Regions from separate parts of the Triticum aestivum genome. Here region 1 is linked to region 2. Evidence: chromatin contacts called from public Hi-C data. All regions are on one chromosome and are shown on one strand. Each heading gives the region's core, a stretch centred on a gene start, on an enhancer-like site or on the middle of the called end of the contact. The rest is flanking DNA. Distances are from core to core; before and after follow the strand shown. Region 1 holds the start of LOC123061907 (serine/threonine-protein kinase EDR1). Region 2 holds the start of LOC123061906 (GPN-loop GTPase QQT1).

Region 1 (5,360 bases), core at 102-2,601, 520 kb after region 2:
AGAAAGTAAGATGTCATAGGATCACAAACACTGATTGTGTACAAAGATTGTGTCACACTCCATACCACTAGTGTACCACTAACGCAACTAAGTGTGGCTCATGGCAATCGAATGAGTAACCATGTAAATACAACATCAATAAAAGGTAAAATAGCTTTACATGTAAAAACATGTCGTGTACGTTTTCTAGTAACCGGCATGAGATAAGAAAGCCATCAATCTACATCTAACTTTAGGGTACCAAGTTCATTGCTCATCCCGACATATAGATGTATAGACAACTTTGTACGAAAGTGTGCAGTAATCATGATAACCTTTTCAAAATCAAGTGGAAGTTATACCATAATTGAATACATGGTGTAATGTAAGTAAGATATCAATTAACCGACTATGAAAAATGCCATGTCTGCGTTTCAATCGAACACACACTTGGAAAGTTTACCAGTTTACTGAAGGATATGCAGTTTCGCGAGATATGAAAAACTATTGTACAAATAATTACTCCTTTTGCTCCTCATACTTGTCCATAGCAAATAACATATAAAATATAATGTTCATTGTTTATCATCTTTCATCTTTAAGACGATAGCAAGCCAATATCTGTGGTTGGTGAAGGACACAATTTTCTTGATGAGTATACATGTGATTTTTGTACAAAGCCGCAAGCTAACACATATCCGAACACAACCTCTTTATCTCGATGACGAGTGAACCGAAACTGACAACATGATGACATAGGGTCAGAAGACACGTCGCGCAAAAAGGTTACAATGGATGATAGATTGCAAGCATGCATCGCTAAGATAACCACGTGTATGGTTTTGCGACTTCGGTGCAAGATAAGCAAGATATTTATTCATATATATCTTCCTTTTGCGAAAGCTAATAATCCATATAAATATCTACTTTCGGCGCGGAAAGTCTACGTCTGATATGGAGTGATAAACATGATAGCAAGCTGCACTCATATCTAGGATAGCACTCAGTTTGTCTGATAAATCCATAAATTGTCATTGTACGAAATTACAAAACTCCCATATACCATCACAATAGTAGCTGACAGTATGGAAAACCATCTTACATTTTAAGACATAGAGGGAGTAATATTTATTATAACGTTCAAAATCAAGCGAACAGATCACTCCACTCCAATACTCCATGGCCGTACGATCAAATCGAAACAAGCAGCACGAGAATCTCTAAAGCTCGAATGGACCGAACGAGCCAACATTAATTACGCTCCGAAGGAAGACCTCGAAGTAAATGCGCATTACGCTCGCGATAAAAAATCGTACGGGCCGGCCACACGGGAGCAAAGTGCTCCCACGAAACCCCCGTCGCCAGGGTTCCCTCCTGGCCGCCCTGCCATTCCCCGCACAAGGCCAGTGCGTACCGACGCTTCCCCCACAGCCTGGAGCCGAGCCGCCGTACTTTTCACTCTCTCGCCGTCTCGCGCTCTCCTCCCTCCTCGTTCCCGGGCCTCAGCTCTCAACTCCCTCCCAGTTACTTCCTCCTCCACCTCCTCCTTCCCCTGGCCTCGCCCGCACGCCGCTCGATCGTCGCCTACCTAGTACCTACCATACATACCATCACACCTACCGCCCCTCTCCCCCACTGCCTCTCTCGCCCGCACCGCCAAACCCCCCCGCGTCAGCGATCGAGCCCTGCCCGCCCGTCCGAATCCGAAGCCGCCGGGCAACTCCTTCCGCCGAAGCGAAGCGGGCCGCCTCGGGCTCTCCGCCACCGCGTCCTCCTCCGTCCGCACTGCGCCGCTGGTGCTGGATTGGCGTGGAGATCCACCCGGACTTGTTCCTCCTGCCGCTGGTAAGCCGGCCTTCCCTCCCTTCCCTGTCTGGATTCGTTTCGCTCTGATCTAGTCGGTCGGTCGGTCCTGGCCTGCGAGAATTCGAATCCGAATATATGGGCCGCGCCCTGTGCAATACGTGTAAATGCGTCCGTACCGGGAAATATACTCGCTGCAGGTGCGGATTCGCTCGCTGGTACTCCGCCAGCGTACGCCGCCCATCCGTATGATTCGGTTCCTGTTTTTGCTCGGCGCGCGCAGCATCTCAGGCAGGGGTGTTATTGTCCTGCGACCCCAGAGAATCGGGCTCGAGGTGCGGGCGCCCCTGATTCCTCCCGTTTCGGTCATAAATAGCCGCCGGAGGGAAGGCTTGAGCTACAGCCCGACGCCATTACATGGTCGTCTATGGGATTGTGGCCTATATTGCTTACTGTATGTTCATGCGTAGAGTGGTCTGTTTTACCTTTTCCATTTTTACCCACGGTTTTTACCGAGTTGCTAAATTTTGGTAAATAAAAGCCTGGATCTACACCGCAGAGTATGCCCCCATGTACTCATACCGGGAGTGGGCCCAGTTAGTGACGTGGATAGGATTATTGCCGACATTTTTTGGCTGCCAGCATGAACAGCGCCCACTCGTCATAGCATCTAGTGGATAAAATGTGAGTTAACTGGAACTGTACATCATGCTATGCTTGGTTGTATGCAACAGAATATGCAAGTTGCCCTGGAAGTTTCTGATGAGACATGGGAAACTTTCATGTGATGTTGCGGGCTGGCTTCTTTTTCGGAAGCTGATTTCCATCAGGATGCACGTCAGCTGTTGAAACGTGATTCACTTCTATTTAGTTAGCAATCCTTCATTGTACGCCACTAACTGAGCTTTACTAACCACAAAGGTTGCCCTTTCCCCTGGGCAAAGCCAAAGCCTCACGCAGTTCACATGTCCTCACTCTTTTCAGTTGGATGTTTCTATCAAGTTTTTTTTTTTTTGAATTTGAAAAGTAACAAGTAGCCGACTGTTTGTCTCAAGTTTGCACTTATCATTGTACTCCCTCTGTAAATTAATATAAGAGCGTTTAGATAACTAAAATAGTGATCTAAATGTTCTTATATTAGTTTACGGAGGGAGTACTTCTAAATAGTCTGTTAATCAATCATGCATTTTGTTGTTCAAAAGACAATCCATTCTCACCATCAGAAGTGGACAAGGTGTATAGATGGGTTTAGATTAAGCAAACCCTGACTTGCTAAAAAGTCGAAGTATTTGGTTTCTGCTGCAGAACTGCCAGTCAGTTTAGTAGTACTGCAGATGGGGTGAAAGAATCTCCGTGCAGATAATTAGATATAAGAAAAGCTCTGGTCTCTACTAAACTTTGTCTGAGTGGTTTCTGCTTTTCTTGAGATCTGTATTAAGTTTATTTTTTATTTTGCAGATATCAGCCAGACTGATCAGTGGTCATATTGAATACAAAGCTTTCTCGTATGGTTTTTGTTAGCATGCAAAAGATGGTGCCCATGGGTTTGGAATGAGGGACTACACTACCTAGAAATGGATGAAACACCAACTAGTTCTGGGCGATCTGAAGCTACTTCATGTGAACCTAGTTGGTGGCCGCCAGACTTTTTGGAGAAGATAGAATCTGTCGCCTTAGCAAGAGAACAAGAAGTTTTGGCTGAAAAAGAATCGCGATCCAGTCTGTCAAATTCAAGGTCCTCATCCTGGAAGGCTTCTCAGTTACTGTGGTCAACTGGAACTTATTCAGGGTTCATTCCAAACGGTTTCTATTCGATCATCCCGGTGAGTACCCCCCCTCCAGTAAGCATGTTTTGTTCTTTGGAGACATAGTCCTTACAAAAGAACTACACTAGATTATTTGTGCATGTCATGTGGCTTTTGAGTTAGATGCTCCCAAATTCATGTCAAGCACTTGCTTTCCGAAGAAGATGCTTAATGCTCCATCTAAACTGGTGGCTATGGAAGTGGACTTAATTTGATTTTTTTTGTTCTTTTGGTGGCTTTGTATTATTTCAGTGTAGTAACGATAAATCTGAAAATGTAACAAACTGCCTATATTTTTGAAGGGCAGCATTGTTTTAGACCATCACATTTCATATGGTTCAGAAAGTGCCACAGTTTTGCAGAATGTCAACCTTTCCAATGTCTTTTCTCAAGTTGTTTTCTCGGAAAACGAGGAATCAAGTTCCTAGGTCATAAAACTATGGATCATTGGAGAAACACTAGAATTTGGACTTATGATTTCGCAACAATTTTTACTTCTCTTCTCAATCTGATTATTAAGTCCCGAATGATTTAGAGGATGTTCTGCTTTTGTTCAGTTCTTTGTGGTTATGTTTTTTCCACCTGTGGTGCTCTCATACAGGATAAAAAGCTGAAGGAGAGTTTCCCAACAATACCATCACTAACTGACCTTCAAAGTCTTGAAGCAGATGGGCTTAAGCCTGAAATAATTGTTGTAGATGCTGAAAAGGATAAGAAGATTTTCATGTTGAAGCAGCTTAGTGGCGCACTTGTGAAAGGATTGAACAATCCAGCTCTAGTGATAAAGAAGATAGCAGGTTTGGTAAGTTCTAGAAATTATAATCCGATACAACTGTCTATTTTTCACATACGCAATTCCTCATTGGGGGCTTTGTTGATCACTTCTATGGTATGATCTTGGGATACTTTTGAGGCTGAATGGACATGTAAAACCAATTTTGGTTAAAACTTTCGGTTAGAGTAGTATTGGTTACTGATATCTTAGTTAGTCCTTGCATTAGTTACATCAAATCGTTCTTATTGAATTGATGCTGAAGTAAGAAAGAATTAACTTATTGCTTGATGTATCTAATAGAACTTGGCAAGTTATTCCCGAACAGGTTTTTGACTGCTTCAAGGGCCAAAGCTCTGATGCAAGTCCAGGAAGAGCTTCAACCGAAGATACTCACTTCTTTGGAAATAGAGGACCCCAACTTCTTGGGCAGATAAGGCATGGGTCATGCCGACCCCGAGCTATCCTATTTAAAGTTCTTGCAGATGCTGTTGGCCTTGAGAGTAAACTTGTTGTGGTATGTTGACATCCCTTTTCAATCTTTTGTATATTTCAGATATTTCTTTGCGCATCAAATAATATTCCGTGTTCATGTTATATTTAGGATAAAAATTAAGTTCAAATGCTTAAAATTGTTTCCTTCATAGGGTCTACCTGATGACGGTGCAGTTGGATTTGTGGACTCCTACAAACATATGTCTGTGGTAGTTCCGCTGAATTCTATGGAGCTACTAGTTGACCTTATGCGATTTCCCGGCCAGTTGATTCCTTTTTCAGCCAAGGCCATCTTTATATCACATATCTCTGCTGCGGGTGAGAGTGATTCAGCTGAAAATGACTCGTGTGATTCTCCCCTGGAGCCCAACAGTCCTCTATATGGATTATCTGATAAAGTTGAAGCTGAAGGGTATGCTTATGCATTAAATATCTCTAGTTATGCAATTCAGGCCTTTATATTTTTTCAATATCACTATGAGTATAATGATAGAGAGCTAATAGTT
Region 2 (5,242 bases), core at 1,826-4,325:
CACGGAACGGGCGACCACGTCGCGTCGGCGAATGGCCATCGCACCGGCAGGCGGCGGCGGCGGTGGAGCTCCGTTTCTGCAATCTGATTGATCAGCCGGGTTAATTGTTAAGTCGTGCGGCGTCGATCGTGCCGAATCGATCAGTTCGACGGGCGTTATTTGGGGATCTGTAGACTGGACTGGATGGCGATGATGTGAGTTGCCAGGTGCTATACTACCCGCCGGGAGTTCTGTTGCGTCACTGCATGCGCATGGGGCATGGGCATGGGTCGTCCATTGTTTAACCCCGAGTGGATTTTTCTTTTTTGCCGGTAAGAGTATGGTTAATAATATAGCCAATTGATTATAAGAAGTTGTTATGTCATCTAAAGTCAACCTAATAGCTGGCATGTACAGTAGTAAATTTTTAATACTAGCAAAAAAGCCCGTGCGTTGCAACGGGAGAAAAAAAATCCTCTCATATTTTTAGCTGGGTCAGTTGGACAAACAGTGGTGGCCGGTTCGTAGATTATGAGATCGAATCCTCCCGTCGGCAATTTTATTTTTTGCCAGCTCTCCAGCCCTGGGCCTCTGTGCGCCGCCAGATGGGCTTTCTCCGTTTGGCCAAAACGGGTGGCAAATAACGAAACCAAATAGCGTACGTAAAATTAATTGAAGCAGGATCAAACGAAGCAGGACGAAACCCAAAATATCACCTTCCTTTAAATAGGTATAGATATAGATATAAAAGAAAACACTAATTGTTTTGTGCTTTAAATAAGTAGTAAATCTTCGCCGGTCGATTTTTTATTTTTTTGTAGAATTTGTTTGGGTGTTGTTTTAAAATAATCACTTGAATAATTAGTATCATTTAATCTGTAATTATTTTTGAATTAGTAAAAAGTTTGGGTGTTGTTTTAAAATCATCACTCGAATAATTAGTATCATATAATCTGTAGTTATTTTAGAATTAGTAAAAAGTTTGGGTGTTATTTTAATATAATCAATCGAATAATTAGTACTCCCTCCTTTCCGGTTTATAAGGCTTAATTCAAAATTCTCACCAACCAAGATAGATGGTGAGTATCACTTAATCTGTTTTAGAATTAGTAAAAAGACATATATATGATAAAAAAAACATACCGCTATGCGTAGGGCATATGCACGCTGCATGCGTGCTGTAACCGATCCATGTGGACGTTCCCATTATGTGGTCTTTACATGTACTCCCATTATGATTGGTCTTACCGCACCTTCCCATAATGGGGTCTTTCTTTCTAAGAAATCCATCCGATTATCCCTTCTGTGTCGGATCTCTTCCGTGCCTCTTTTTTATAGCACACATCCCATTGAATGGAATCAAAGGGCAGCCAGCCCAGCTGGTTCCGTCTCGTCGACAGCATAGCAGGGAGCGAGTTCGATCCTCGCACGCCACAATTTATTTTTCCTTGCGGACGCAACGGCGGTGTATCGGAACGTTTTTTTCTAAACAAACATACTTCATGGAGTGCGGGTTTATTGTGAAAAAACACAGGGATCGTTTTGTAAAAACGGCACGACCGTCAACTTGACAAGTAAATCCCAGCTACATGAATAGTACCACCTCGGATGTAGAAAAAATAATATAGGTAAAAAAATCTAAAAGCGTAAATTCATGTGAAGAAGCGTATTGTGACGGTGAACCCACGAAGTCAATCCGTGCTTTATTATTAGGAATAGATATACTTCATGGTCCACCGCACCAGCAAGGTCTTAAGACCACATGAGACGAGGTAGATCGCCTACCGGCAGGAGGCAGTAGAAATCCTAGCTTGCTCGGTGCAGGGTACGAGCACCACGGCTGTGTGTGGTGTCTTTTATTCTTTTTCTTGCTCCTGATATATGTCAGGATTTTGGGCCCTGCTCATTCGGGGCCTGTTGCCACTTCTCTCGTAATTTAATTGATCAGCTCCATATATCAATTTTCTAAACCCGCTCTCAAATGATTTCGGGTATGAAGCCTAGTACCTAGTCCCTTTCTAAACTCAAATTCTCAAACTTTTGCTATTTTTTCAGAAACCTTTGCTATTTGTTCCATCATTTGCGTACATAAACATCATTTCTAGTTGTCACCATTTTGTACCGATAGTGTTGTCGATTGATGACGATTTGTTCGGATGGGTGAGCGCATTGGGGATCAGAGACGGTTTGGCGAAGAACAAGGGATTTACCCAAGCCCGGGCCCTTCCGTAGGTGGTAAGACCCCACTGGTGCCTCTAATGTGTCTATTAATCTGACACTTGACTGGATCAAGGGCATCGTCTGTGAGCAATGTTACTTGAGAGTGGGTTTCTACACCCCAGGACACTGCAAAGCCGGGACACCTGGCCGAAAACATAACAAAACATTTCAAAACAATCTAAAACTTTGTGACAATAGTATAAACATATGTTACAGTTGCTTGTAAAGTTTGGTGGCCAAATGACAACCGAGGAGCTTTGTACTAGAAAAAAATTGTGCTCAAACATATGTCCAGTGTTCGAGGAGAAAGTAGAAATTCTGTAACTTCCACGCCCCCTCCCCCTACTCTGCCGACTATTGTCGGTATCTCACCTATTATGCCTCCCACGAGCAGCAACAGATGTTCTGTAACTTCCACGCCCCCCCTACTCTGCCGACTATTGTCGGTATCTCACCTATTATGCCTCCCACGAGCAGCAACAGATGGTTGCGGTAAGCAAAGCAGCACCTGCGCCGGCAGTGGTGTCGTGGTGGTTACTAACCGTCGACAATACGGGCATTGCAAAGATTTCAATCTCTATTCCCTTCCTACCGTTGCCTCGCCTCTGCGGACGGTACCTATTTCTCGCCGCATTCATCGATATGTGGTGAGGGTATGTCGGTTTCTCGTCGGAGTACCTCATCGACTGCCTATCGTCGGAGTACAAGCTCGATTTTTATTCGGCACCACGATTGATCTATAGACAGGGTGGACAAGGTGGGTCTCGGCCCACCTTGGATCTTAGACCGGGCTCATAGGAGAAAATTACAGATGGACCAGAGGAAAAAGAAGCCCAACAAACAATGGCTTACTCGTCCCGACCCATCTCAGCCGGCTAGCCCAACAAACAACGCACGCAGGGGACACTGGGACAGCCGGCTTACCACCGAGCCCCTGCTCGCCCCCGACCTCGGCCGCTCGACTCCCGATCTTGCGCCGCCTGCCTCGCCGTCGCTACACGCCTAGGAGCCGCCCCTGCCCGCCCCGCCCGCCCGGCGCCCGGCGCCACCGCGCCCCTGCAAGCCGGCGCCTGCCGCCCAGTCCGCTATACGTCGACTCCAGCACTCGGCCGGCAGCAAGTCAGCTACCCTGCCCGGTGGCCAGCCTTTAGCCCGATTAGAGGACGCGAGGTAAGTTGTCCACTGCGGGACTGCCCATTCCCCAATTTCTGATTTAGGGTTTGCTCTTAGCTGTCTACTGCATCGATCAGGTGGAAGTCAAGTCTATTTCGTTAACTAAACAATCAGGCTTGCTATCCAGTACATGAATACAGAGTCCTGTGAACACATACACCTTATTTGCTATTCAGTACATGAGCACCTGATCAATGACATAATAATGATTTGTCTGATTGTTTGCCACTCTAACAAGTTACTCTAACGATGCCACTTTAACAAATTAACAATGCCACATACTCTTCTTTGAACTTCTCAAGGTATGTATTATGTAGGCTTCTCCTATGCAAAATTGAGAATTTTAGTATGTCTGTAAGACCATATTGATCTATTTCTATGTGCTATTGGTAAATTAGTTAGAATGTTGGCACGTCATATTTGTTGTCAATTTTTTCAGGTGGACCACCCTGTTTTAAAACCCTAGAACCTCCACTGGGTACGAGAAGAGGAGATGGTGTTTGGACAGGTTGTGATCGGGCCACCAGGCTCCGGCAAGACCACCTACTGCAACGGCATGTCCCAGTTCCTCTCCCTCGTAGGAAGGTACTCAATAACTGCAGCCTTGCTATTAACTAGCTAGTACTCCATACCCCGCAAAAAAAAAGTATTCCATCACTACGAACTGCTTTCCTGACTTCCAGTGCTAGTTTCTCTTTTGCTGTTCCAATGCCTGACCTTGTGTTATGTTCAGTTTAGTATGGTTTATCTACTCTGTATGTAATAAGGCATTTTTCTGATGGGAGGTAAACATTAGGAGAATGGCGTGGTGCATAATTTCCTTTCCATAACTGGGCTTCCAGTGTTATCCGTTCTGGTGCTTCTGTGCCAGTTATTGTCTAACTAATTCACAAGGTCATAGTGCTTGATTGTTGGTTGCAGGAAAGTTGTGGTCATCAATCTCGACCCCGCGAATGATGCATTGCCGTATCCTTTGCTCATTGAGCCTTGAAATGACCTTTCCCCTTGTTTTTTTTTTACCATGTGTTACCATCGGGTTCTGCAGTTACACTCAAAATGAGTCCTTGACATTGGTATTTAGATATGAATGTGCCATCAACATTGAGGACCTCATAAAGCTCAGTGATGTCATGTCTGAGCATTCGCTTGGTCCTAATGGAGGTTGATCCAGTGTTCAAGAATCAAGTGTACCTGTTTCATTTCTATCCTTACTTATGCTGTGCTGTTTATATCTTTGTCAGGGCTTGTGTATTGCATGGATTACTTGGAGATGAATATTGACTGGCTTGAAGAGAAACTGAAACCTCTTATTGAAGGTGAGTGCGGAGTGCCTTTCTCTGAACTTCGCTCTGGTGCTGTAAAAGCTGTCGTTTTGGTCAAGGGTAGAGTTAAGATCTTGAAATTTTGACTATTATCCGTACAAATATTTGAAGGGGAGCCTTGGCGCAGTGGTAAAGCTTCTGCCTTGTGACCATGAGGTCACGGGTTCAAGTCCTGGAAACAGCCTCTTACAAAAATGTAGGGAAAGGCTGCATACAATAGACCCAAAGTGGTCGGACCCTTCCCCGGACCCTGCGCAAGCGGGAGCTACATGCACCGAGCTGCCCTTTTATTTTTATCTGTACAAATATTTAGATTGGATACTTAGATCATAGCTGTGAATTTTCAAAAAATGTATTAACTTTGTACTAAATCAGCGACACTTATGTTTGGGACGGAGGGAGTATTATATATTGTCAGTCAAACTCTAACTGTTGATCCAGTTTGCAATCCAGATCATTGACAGAAAGGACATATATTCGTATTACAAAAATCAAAGCTAGCAATGATCTGGATTGCAAATTGATAGTCAAAGCTGTATTTTTAAGAC

What was found. A called contact is a pair of places that touch in the nucleus more often than the background predicts.
Region 1: a Hi-C map of leaf shows a contact between it and region 2, with 3 times the contacts expected there. The contact joins the promoter of LOC123061907 here to the promoter of LOC123061906 in region 2. A contact is called at or near these places in 3 of 5 Hi-C or Micro-C datasets (all in leaf).

What each region holds. Positions count from the first base shown.
Region 1 is chr3A:510,160,090-510,165,449 of IWGSC CS RefSeq v2.1, forward strand. LOC123061907 (serine/threonine-protein kinase EDR1) reads left to right here and starts at 1,352. Exons shown (of 17, transcript XM_044485192.1): 1 at 1,352-1,824; 2 at 3,241-3,605; 3 at 4,189-4,389; 4 at 4,688-4,876; 5 at 5,007-5,266. The coding sequence starts at 3,357.
Region 2 is chr3A:509,634,380-509,639,621 of IWGSC CS RefSeq v2.1, forward strand. It overlaps LOC123061906 (GPN-loop GTPase QQT1), which reads left to right and starts at 3,076. Exons shown (of 11, transcript XM_044485191.1): 1 at 3,076-3,369; 2 at 3,812-3,957; 3 at 4,294-4,338; 4 at 4,454-4,533; 5 at 4,614-4,688. The coding sequence starts at 3,866.